Linked DNA regions of Mus musculus: region 1 is linked to region 2. Evidence: chromatin contacts called from public Micro-C data. All regions are on one chromosome and are shown on one strand. The core of a region is the stretch at or near the end of the contact, and the rest is flanking DNA. Distances in the headings are between cores, read along the strand shown. Region 1 has its middle 31 kb from the start of Gli2. Region 2 overlaps Gli2 (GLI-Kruppel family member GLI2).

Region 1 (5,563 bases), core at 1,242-3,741, 170 kb after region 2:
TGACAGCCTGAGTTCTAGCCTTAGGATGAACATGCTACAAAGAGAGCAGTGACTCTATTTCTTGGAAGTTGTCTTCTAACTTCCATATGTGATCTGGCTTTGTTATCCAGGCTGGCTTTGAACTCCCCTCTGCTCCCAGCTTCCACACGGCTATGCCTGGCTTCTTTTCATTTTCCTTTTGTTTTTGTTTTTTTAATTTATTATTTTTAAATTTAACTTATTCATTCAACGTATGAGTGCTCTGATGCATGTACCCCCACATGCCAGAACCACATGCAGGAAAAGAGGGCATCAGATCCCTTTTATAGATGTCTGTGAGCCACCATGTGGGTCCTGGGATTTGAACTCAGGACCTCTGGTAGAACAGTCAGTGCTTATAGCTGTTGAGCCATCTCACCAGCCCCTTTTCTTTTGTTTTATGTATCTTCTAGATGTATGTTCCTGTGTCACAGAGGTCGGAAGAGGTCTTTAGATCCCCTGGGACTGGAGTTACAGACAATTGTGAGCCACCACGTGGGGCCTGGGAACTGAACCCAGGTTTACAGCAAGAACAAGTGTTCTTACCCACTGAGCCATCTCTCCAGTCCTTAAATTGTAAATTAAATTAATTACTATTGTGGCACGGGGACTGCAGGGTACAATATTCGTGTGGAGGTCAGAGGACAACCTAGTGGTGTTGGTTCTCCGCTTCCACCTTAACGTGGGCTACTGGAATCCACCTCAGGTCTCTAGACCTCTGCCCATCTCTGGTTCTGCCCCTCCCTTCCCTTTCCTTCCTCTCTCTTCCCTGCCCCCCTCCTTTTCTTTCCTAGACAAAGTATCAGAGGGCTCAGGCTGGCCTCAAACTCACATGTAACCAAGGGTAACTGTTGGTTCCTTCTCCCACCTCTGCCTCCAGAATGCCAGGGCCACAGATAGAAGCCAACTTAAGCTGAGCGCTTTCTCAGTGGCGGATTGGGCCAGCCCTTTCTGGTTTTATTCTTATTTTAAAAGTAATCATCCCAGTGTCCACGAGAAAGATTCCTACTGTCACCACCCAGCATCCCAGTAGTAAACAAAAGAACAAGGGTCAAAGAAACCAAGTTTCAAGGTGAGGCCTGCCAATTACAAACTCTGTGAAGAGGGCAGGTGGTGCTGGGGACTCCTCCTGGCAGCTACTGGCTGAGGCGTTGGCTGTTGTACAAGAAAGAGCACGCACAGTGGAGCTCACATTGCACTTCCCAGAAGCAGGAGGCAGTGAGAGGATGGGAAGAAGAAGGGTCTGGTAGACGGAAGGAAAGCCTTTCCTTATATCGCAAATTCTGGTTACGCAGTACCAGTGATATCTCCAGCTGGCCTTCATCTCTCCTGTCTGTCTGCCACCTGTGGTCTCTTGCTCTTTTCCTTATGCTACCACTAAAGAAGTCCCACACACGGTCAGGAAAAGCTGGTATTCTGACTCAGTGCTGCCACCCAGTGGCCCAGTGGAGGGCAGCACTTAGCCTCTGTGGAACCTGGGCTTTCTCCATCATCACAATACAACAACAACAACAACAACAACAACAACAACAACAACAACAAACCGGCTTTGTGGTGATGCTTGCCGTTGATCTCGGAACTCTGGATGCAGAAGCAGGCAGATCTCTGTGAATTCCAGCCCAGCCTGGGCTACATTGTGAGATCCTATCTCAAAATAAGTAACAATTGGACTGGAACTAGATATTCTGGATGCTACAAATGGAATAAACATAGTGTCTGCTTTTAAAACATATTATTATTATTATTATTATTATTATTATTATTATTATTATTAATTGTGTGTGTGAGAGAGACAGATAGACAGAGACAGACAGACAGAGACAGAGACTGAGACAGAGCGTACCATGGTGCATATGTGGAGGTCAGAGGACAGCTTTATGGAGTTGGTTTTCTTCTCTTACCTTTAGCTCTGGGGAAGGATTTCAGGTCCTGAAAGCTCTTTTGCTTGCTGAGCCACCTTCTTTCCACCTTGTCTTCCCTCCTCCCCCCACCCCCCTTTCATGAATGAGGACATAGAGTGGCTTCTATAGCCTGCTAGACCTGGAAATCTTGTCTCCACCCTTGCGGGGCCACCCACCTCAGAAGCTTCCATCAGGGTTTCCTGTGGCCCAGGCTGGCCTAGAAATCACTGTGTAGCAGAGGATGACCGTGAACCGCCCATCCTGCCTCTACCTCCCCAGAGCTAGTGTAACAGGTGTGTGCTACTGTGTCTGGTGGGACTGAACCCAGGGCTTCCTGCATACCAGGCAAGCTTTCTACCCTCTGAACTGTTTCCCCGCCCACCTAATGCGCTGCTTGGAGTACTGTGGATACCGCACGGATACCTCCTAGTTGCTTCTACAGAAAGGAGTCAGAATGCTTCATGGAACTCACCCCATGCAATTGCTTTGTTCTCTCTGTGTTTAGGGTCCAGACTCACTTGGAGGGATGGCGCCCGAGGACCACTGTGGAAGACGCTATTCTTGGTTTTCTTCTGCCCTCTGGTGGTGTAATTTGAAAAGACACTAGTGAAGGCCGACTGAAGTGGGTGTCCTCAAAGGGCTGGGGCAGGATTTCCAGGGTCCACAGGTATCAGAAGCCTCTCTATGGTCCCACCCTTCACCAGCCTCTTAGCTATTTCCGGAGCTCTCAGCAGGACCTTTTGTTTTTCAGGTCTTCTACAACTCTTCCAGAGGAACAGACCAGCCAGGGGCTGTGGGCACAGGAAGCTTTGGGCCTGTCCTTTCCCAGTGCGTCTTGTGTGGTCAGAGCCCAGGAGGACCTCAGCAGAGGAAAGACAGGTGGGCAAGAAAGCAATGAGGAGCCTCCCTTGGGGGGTGTCTGCTTCCTGTACACTTTGTTGCATTTATGTGTGTGTGCATATGTGTGTGCTTTCACGTATGAGTGTATATGAGTGCATGAGTGTGTGTGTGTGTGTGTGTGTGTGTGAGTGAGCGTGTGTGCATATGTGTGTGTGTGTGATTCTCAGTGTACTGCTGTATTGTTTTCTAGGTCCTTCAATGAATATGATATAGCTACACATAGACACTGCTTGCGGGCAATCTTGCACACGCGTATTGAGTGTGGAGCTGTTGGCGAGGTGTAGAAAGAGTGTCATTGCACTCTGTAAGTGGTCAGTAGCTCTCATTCCACTAAGAATAAGAACTATGCAATCCCAGTGTGACAGCCAGAACTAAGGAAGCGAGCAAGCTTTATTAATACATAACCCCCCTCATGCTCGAGAATATTTACCATTCCAACCGTGTTCAGATTTTCAGGTTACTTAGCAAGTATCCCCCACCTCCACTTCCTGAAACAGAGTCTCCAGGGTAGCCATGGGTAACCTTTGGATTTGTGGTCCTCTTGCCTCTGCGCCCCGAATGTTGGGATTACAGTACGGGAATACCTTAGGCCAACCCGAGTTAGGAAAGGGAGGCAGAGTCTCCAGTTCTGAGATGCTGCAGGAAGGAGTACAGTGAGTTCACACTTGGGAATGAATTGCTCGCATATGATACAGGCGAAGAAGTTTGACAGATTAAGGTCCCTATTAAGGCCCACCAGTGGCGGTGGGCATGCAGCATCCGTAGGGAACAGCGTGTAGGTGTCTCACTGATGGGACTCTGTTGTGGCAAGGCCCATGGGGACCCCTCCCATGTGGCAAGGACCTGTGGTGAATTTGGAGGCCTCTATGCTTAGTACCTAGATTGCGTGTGTTTCGAGCTCTCCTTGCTCGCCCTATGCTGTCTACACTCAGTGATACTTAGTTCCACTTTGCTGATCATGGGCAAGGCTGGGACCTCACAGGCTGAAAGCCCTGGGGATGATTCTGTGTCTGTTGCAATACTCTTTTGAGGGATAAAACCTTCCTCTCCTCTCCTCTCCTCCCCTCCCCTCCCCTCCCCTCCCCTCCCCTCCCCTCCCCTCCCCTCCCCTCCCCTCTCCTCTCTCTACCTCTATTGATCCTCCAGATGTGACCACCAATCTTGGGTAGTTTGGGACACGTCCCTAGAGAAACAGCTACAGTCACAGAGTAAGCCTGCTTGTAGTACTTGTGGGGAACTACATAACTGCTTGCTTAACTGTTCCGAGGAAGGTATGTCTGATCAACAGAGACTTTAAAAATGGGTGAGCTGCGTCTGATCAATAGACAATTTAAAAAATGCCTCTTGGCAAGATGGAATCAGAAACTGACACCTGCATATCAGGAAAGGTTTGATACAACGAGCATGTCTCTGCCTGCAATTTAAAAAGCCCCAGAGGACAAAAGACTGCCTTTGGAAAAAGAGGAGGCAGGGGTGGCCTATAGGCAAATAGCAGTTTATAAAGGTAAAGGGTGGGAAACCCCAAGTTAGGATGAGGTGTTTAATTTAATTGGGCATGTTAATTAGGTGAGCCAAAGGGGGCTTCTGATTGCTGGACTTCAGTACTTTAATAGCTGGACCTTGGTAGTCAGCCTCAGGAGGGGAAAGTGGCCAAATGAGGGAATAGACCTTGGTGGCTAGCTTTAGGAATGCAACCTAATGGGTTTTTAGCAAGGCAAGGGGGACAAGAGAGGCTGGCAAGGCCTGCCAGAGCAGCACTAGCCGCTCTTACCACATACTCGCCACGCCCTAGCCACGCCCAGCCACGCCCACGACACAAGCTCACCCTTCTACCATTTGCATTTCACTCTTTCTGCTTCTTGCTTTCAGTTCAGGCTATGACCACTCAGCGGCTGCTCCTTCTGCCATGTCTGCCTCTTGTTGCCACGCTCTGGGCAACGGTTGAACTCTGAATCTCTGAGCTGAAATAAACCGTCTCTTCCTAAAGTTGCCTTTGGTCATGATGTTTTCTCACAGTAACAGAAAAGTAAGTAATCTGGACACTCACCCAGGCTCCAGATGAGAGCACAGGCGACCGGCTCGGTGGTTTGCATCCTGTAAGACCCCGAGTAGAGGACCTGTGTGCCTGCATGGGCACCCTGCATGTGCCTGGTGCCTTGGAGGCTGAAAGAGGGCATCAGAGCCCCTGGAACTGGAGTTAAAGATGGTTGTGTGTCATCACATGGGTGCTGGGAACAGAACCCTGGTCCTCTCTGCAAGAGCAGCAAGTGCTCTTAACCACGGAGCCCTCTCTCTAGGCCTTTAATTGCTCTTTAAGTACACACAACAATGCCTTTTGGGAATTTCATAGTGGCTGGGCCCTGTTTCCACAGTCAGCTTTAGTCTCATGAACTTCTGATCCTCCTGTGTCTCAGCATTTACTACTATGCCTGGCAGTTTTGCTACGTTCCTTTAAATCTGTCTGTCTGTCTGTCATCTATCTATCTATCTATCTATCTATCTATCTATCTATCTATCTATCTATTGTTGGGGGAGGGGCGTGTGTGCATGCTGGGCTTGCCTGTGGAGCTCAGAGACTAGCTTTCTGCAGCCAGTTCTCTTTCGTGGTTGGTTCTTGGCCCTGATCTCAGCTCATCAGTCTTGTGGGACAGACTTCAGTTTTGTTTTGCTTTTTTAAATTTCACCTGTGTGAGTGTTTTGCTGATGTGTATTTATATGCATGCCCTGGCACTGGAATCACAGAT
Region 2 (5,360 bases), core at 2,535-5,034:
CACTTTTTAAATGATGCTTTTTTAGATCCTGCTATAATTTATCTTTTACTTGGGAACAGCTCTACTTCCATAACCATTTGGAAGAAAGAGAGTTGGAGTGTGGGGGAACCACACCACAGTGGCTTGGCTTCATTTATAACAGTCCACACTCAGTAAAACACACGGAATAGAGGTTTGCCAAATGTGAATTCCATGTCAACGGCCCGTCTGGGTAAAACTTGAGTGGTTTTAGTTTGAAAGAAAATACACATTTCAGAGATGTTTACAGAGTCGAGTCGGAACGAGGATAAGCTTGTGGGTGTGTGAGAAAGAACATATGTGGGTGTAAACAAACCCCGAAGCTAAGATTTGTACTCATCAGGAAAAGGGCTCCGTTTTCCTCTTTTTACTCAGAGAGATAACTGTGCGTGTATTTACATGTGAGCATGTATGTGTGAGTGCTTGGTATTTGTTTATATGTGTATGCATATGCATATATGTGCGTGCATGCATGTGTGATGTATGTTCATGTGTGAGCATGTATGTGTGTATATGTACATGTGTATACATATGTGTGCATGTGTAGGTACACATGTGTTATGTGTTCACATGTGTGCTGGTATGTATGGTTAACTTCAGGCTTTTTCCTCTACTGCTCTCCACTTTACTTTTGAGACAGGAATTCTCACTAACCCTGCAGCACAGGAAGCCGGCTAGACTGAGCTTGAGGGATCTATTATGTCTAACCCCCACCCGGAGCACTGGTGTGACAGGGTATACTATGCCCAGTTTTTACGTGGGTGCTGTGAACCGAAAGTTAGGTCTTTATGCTTGTGTGGCTGCTGTCACAACCACAGCCATGTCTCTAACCTGAAAGAGATGATTTCCAATCTGTGAAAACTCAACGTGAAGTGAGGCACCACGAAGACTCTCTGGGGGATGTCCCGCCTCAGTCTCAGCCTTAATATCTGCCCTTGAACTTGGTGGCCAAGGAGTCATCCCCAGCTTCTCCATTCAACAAAACATTCGACAGTCATACTTCTGCAGCTTGAATAGAGCTCTGGCCACATGAGTCACTTGACTATTTTATCCAGGGGCAGGGGCAGGAGCAGGGGCCATAAATAACAGTCAGGGAAAAGTGAATTGTGTTTAGCTGGATCCTAAAAGGATCATTTAAGTTTGTTTACACAGTCATCTTGGTGTATCAAGGAAACTGAGGCCGCAATGACCCCTACCTAGCGTGGCCAAGTCAGTTGGAGAGACTTCCATGACGACGGATGCCACGGTTGGGGAAATGGCTCAGTGGGTAAAGCACTTGCTTCAGAAGCCTGAGGGATTTGGCTTCAGGCTCCCAGAACCCATACGAACAGAGATGCAGTAATAAATCGAAATTCAGCGTGGTCGAGCCCAGGGCTCCTGCAGTGAGATGGGAGACTTACCAGAACCTCATGGTGAATAAAAGACCTTGCCTCAAACAAGGTGGAAGACAGGCATGGACTCAGAACCTGGATCCCAGTAAACTTCCCACAACACTTTGTCTATTGTCCCTGAGTCAGAAACCTCCTAGTTCCCTGGGGTTGGGTGGGCAAGTCAAGAAACACAAGAGACCAGCACCTCACAACCTCAGAGTGAGAAATGTTGGCGTGCCCCACAGCAGCAAGGTCCTTGGGAAGGGAGCCCTCACTCTGGGGGGAGGGGCTCCTACAAAGGACCCTTGTCCACTGGTAAAGTCATTTAAATTCTCCTGCAGACCCACACCTGGGTTGGATGCCAGCTTGAGGAAACAGCCGCATTTGTTCTAACTGGGCAGACCTCATTTCCAAGGCGCTTTCCATCTGTTACCTGACATGACCCTCTGGAGCCTCAGTGAGAAGCAAGATGGGAGCTGTCCTTCTCAATGGCCCAAGGAAGGAAGACAACACCATGCTGGAGTTCTGGGACGGTGTGTGTGGGGACTTTCTCAAGAGCTGTCACACACCCCACATGGTTCTCTACAGCCCAATCCAGCCCCCAGGTGCCTTCCAGCTTGTCTCCTAGGTGACTCTATATCCTGTCAAGTTGAAAGTCAATGACTATCCACCACACCCAGCAGAGGTTCCTACAGGTACAGGCAGGGAAAGTACTCCACTTCTGAGTAAAGGGTCAAGATGGGAAGCATGGTTTTGTCCACAACTGCTTGAAGCAAGAGATGCCACCCCATTTGTGGCATCCCACACTTCTCCCCCCTTGAGCCCCCTCCAGAACACAGATATAGACCCACCAAACGGGTATGAGGTGTGACCTTAGCATAAGGACTGACCAGGAGCAGTCTAGAAGGAACAAGAGGGGAAGAGAATGCACAGGAGGAACAAGACCAGGACTGCTGAGAGCTACAGACCACAATTCTGTCAAACCAGGGGCATGAGGGCTCCAAGTAGCCCTTCTTTGTGACAACATATGCATCTGTTACAAAAAGCACACGGTAAAACTAAGCCAAGCTGAGGAAACGGCTCAGTTGGGAAAGCAGTCGTGAAGACCTGAGCCTGATCCCCTGTAACCAGTGTCTAAATGTGGAGCAAGGTGGCACATGCTTAGAATTCCAACTCTAGAGAGGCAGAGACAGAAGGATACCTGGGGCTCAAAAAGCTGGCCATCTGATTGGTGGGTTTGAGGTCAATAAGAGACCCTGTCTCAAAAGAGGTGGACAGCTTTCCTGAGGATGATGTCCATTGTATCCTTTGGCCTACACACACACATACACACACACACACACACACACACACACACGCACGAACTCGCACCTGCATGAACACACAAAGACATGAATAATAAAATAAAACAAGGTAAAAAGTAAATAAGTTTTGTTGAGATCTCAGAGACTGGGTAAACATCTGGAGAAACCGATTACATCCCACATTAAAACTTGGCAGTGGAGCTGGAGAGACAGCTCAACAGGTAAGGGCACTTGCTGCTCTTCTAGAGGACCAGAGTTCAAATTCCAGCACCCACATCAGGCAGCTCACATCCAGTCACTTGTAATTCTAGCTTTAAGGGGGTCCAATGTCCTCTTCTGATCTCTAGGGACACTGACACACATATGCTACACACACACACACACACACACACACACACACACCTGAAAATAAAGCACTAAAAAAATAAAGTGTTCACAATAAGCAATAAGTGGGATTGTCAGGCAGCAAGCAACATGAATTGCAAATGCCCCTAAACTCAGCTGGAGCCACCACAAAACCCTGGCAATTCCCAGACAGTCACCGCAACGGGCCTCTCCTAGGCAGTGATTAATATGCAGTCGACTGAGAGGAAAGCCTTCCTTCTGCCAGTGGGAAGGAGGAGGAGGTCAGGTGGCTCTTCCCAGAATCAGGAGACTGTCTGCCATATACAATCTTGCTCCGTGCAGGCTTGGTCAGTACCGGGGCTTATGCAGAAGAAACAGCTTTGCCCAGTATTCCCCAGAGCCAGCTCCGCAAAGGCCTAAGGAGGCGCAATCCGAGGGAGATCACCACTCAGCTGCCCTGCAGGAATGGAGCTCAGAGGCCTGTCCATCTTTTTAGTGACCTGCTTCTGAGAGTTTCTTCATCCTTCCTTTCTTTTTTCCCTTTGGTAATTCCTTCTAAGACACTGCCCTGAATACGGAATCACTTGTTCTTGTAGGGCTCAGACCAACTCCTGTCACTTTCTTTTTTAGGGTACGCAAGACTTACAATTCCCAGTTTTCTATGGGGGAGCTGAGCCAGAAGTAACCGCTTTGCAATGCTCTGAATAGAACCAGTTCTCAGAAGATCCTTCAAGAAGGCTCAGCTGCTGGGCTGCAGGCGCCCAGCAGGAATCTCCATTGTCAGGGAGCCACACACAGGCCCGGAGGGGGAGGAGGTGAGGGGGATCTTGGGGCCACCTACTTTTGAAAATGAACCCTCTTTGGGGGTTGGGTTTGAATGCTTACCTAGGGCCCTCCCTCCCTTCTCCATCCAATACTAAGAGCAAAAAACCCCCGCCAGGCTTAGATAGATGTCAGCCAGCACGTACGTGTACACACACACACACACACACACACACACACACACCCCAATAGAAATGAGAAACAGTGGGCTGGCAAGATGGCTCAGCCCATAAAGGTGCTTTCTGCACAAGCTTCATGACCCAGTGACTGGAGAGTTTAATCCCTCCAATCCCTGTAAAGGTAGAAGGTGAGAACTGACTCCACAGAGCTGTCTTTTGACCTCTACACATATACTTAAGCACATCCATAACCCCCCCCCCAACCCCGACACACACATACCACGGATGCACACATTACAATAATAAACAAAATTTAAAAACTAGAAGAAACAAAAGCACTGACAACCCACGGCAACCTAGCCACTCTCCCAAACCACTTGAGGACTTGCTAAGATGCTTTAATATCTTAGAAAGTCACCTCAGTCTATAATGGAATAATGGTGTACACTCCTAAGCAGACCACTGGCCCCATGTCACAGGGAAGTCGTTTTGTAGAGGAGCACTCTATGGCCCTCTAGATTTCCAATCCACTGATTCAAAGCTGCAGGAAGCCTACCTCATCATGTCCCCAATATGACCCCAAGATAGGGACATTAGTAAGAGTGACTTGCTTTGGAGACAGTGGGACACCTCCAGGACATTGGGGACAAGTGGCCAGGGGTGGTAAGGGGGCATCAGCTGACATCTGTTATCTATGGGAAACATGCCTGTTGGGCCATACTGTGTGTACCAGACACCCTGACAGCAGGCCAGAAATGGGGGGGATAGCTCAGGTGACAGACAGGCAAGCAGCAGGATCCACAGCAACTGTGTAGCAGGACGGACAGAGTGTGGATTATACACCCATGTTCCCAAGGGCAAACAGAGGTCTGGACACTGTCCTCCTACTTGTGTGTCCATCAGGGACACTAACTGTGTGACCTTAAGGTTCCTCACTCCCTCCAGACCTGGGACCCCAATCCCTTTCCTGAGAAAAACCTCGCTCTGTGGAACCAGAGAACCTTCATGAGATCATAAACCAAGAGGGGCACAACTAGAGGACTTGAACAAAGACACCAAATCTCCCGTCCCTTCCCCTGCCCTCCCCTTCTTTAAGCGGAGATGGAGTTCAAGCTCAGACCATCCCGAACAACTCTGGTTGATACACCTCCCCAGGAACACCTTCTCTGCTCTATACCAGTGTGCTATTCCACAGGCAAGCCAAGCGGCCCTTCCTCCAGGAAGGCTCCCTGGCTTTCTCTTCCCCCCACCTTGGCCTCACCTCAGCACTCACTGTTGGGTGAAATTCACCTGTGACTTGTCACAGCTCCTGACTGGGCATCACTTATGTTCATCTCATCTGCTCTATCCCCACTGGCAGGTGCCCAAAACCTACTTTTTCA

Evidence for each region. Hi-C and Micro-C count contacts between places; a contact is called where the count stands out from the background.
Region 1: a Micro-C map of embryonic stem cells shows a contact between it and region 2, with 3 times the contacts expected there. The contact joins two enhancer-like sites. A contact is called at or near these places in 10 of 484 Hi-C or Micro-C datasets (the HPC-7 cell line, cerebral cortex, embryonic stem cells and 3 more) and 6 of 115 datasets of contacts at active chromatin or transcription factors (all in embryonic stem cells).

The regions. Positions count from the first base shown.
Region 1 is chr1:119,081,355-119,086,917 of GRCm38.p6, forward strand. No RefSeq gene overlaps it. Among named protein-coding and RNA genes, the nearest start is that of Gli2, 31 kb to the left of the region's middle. Within about 2 kb of position 2,492, at least 18 of the 459 cell types and tissues checked have an H3K27ac peak or open chromatin away from gene starts, as enhancers often do. A contact at or near this core is called in embryonic stem cells, where this site is marked.
Region 2 is chr1:118,907,542-118,912,901 of GRCm38.p6, forward strand. The region is part of intron 2 of Gli2 (GLI-Kruppel family member GLI2); the gene reads right to left. Among named protein-coding and RNA genes, the nearest start is that of Mir6346, 44 kb to the right of the region's middle. Within about 2 kb of position 3,785, at least 42 of the 459 cell types and tissues checked have an H3K27ac peak or open chromatin away from gene starts, as enhancers often do. A contact at or near this core is called in embryonic stem cells, where this site is marked.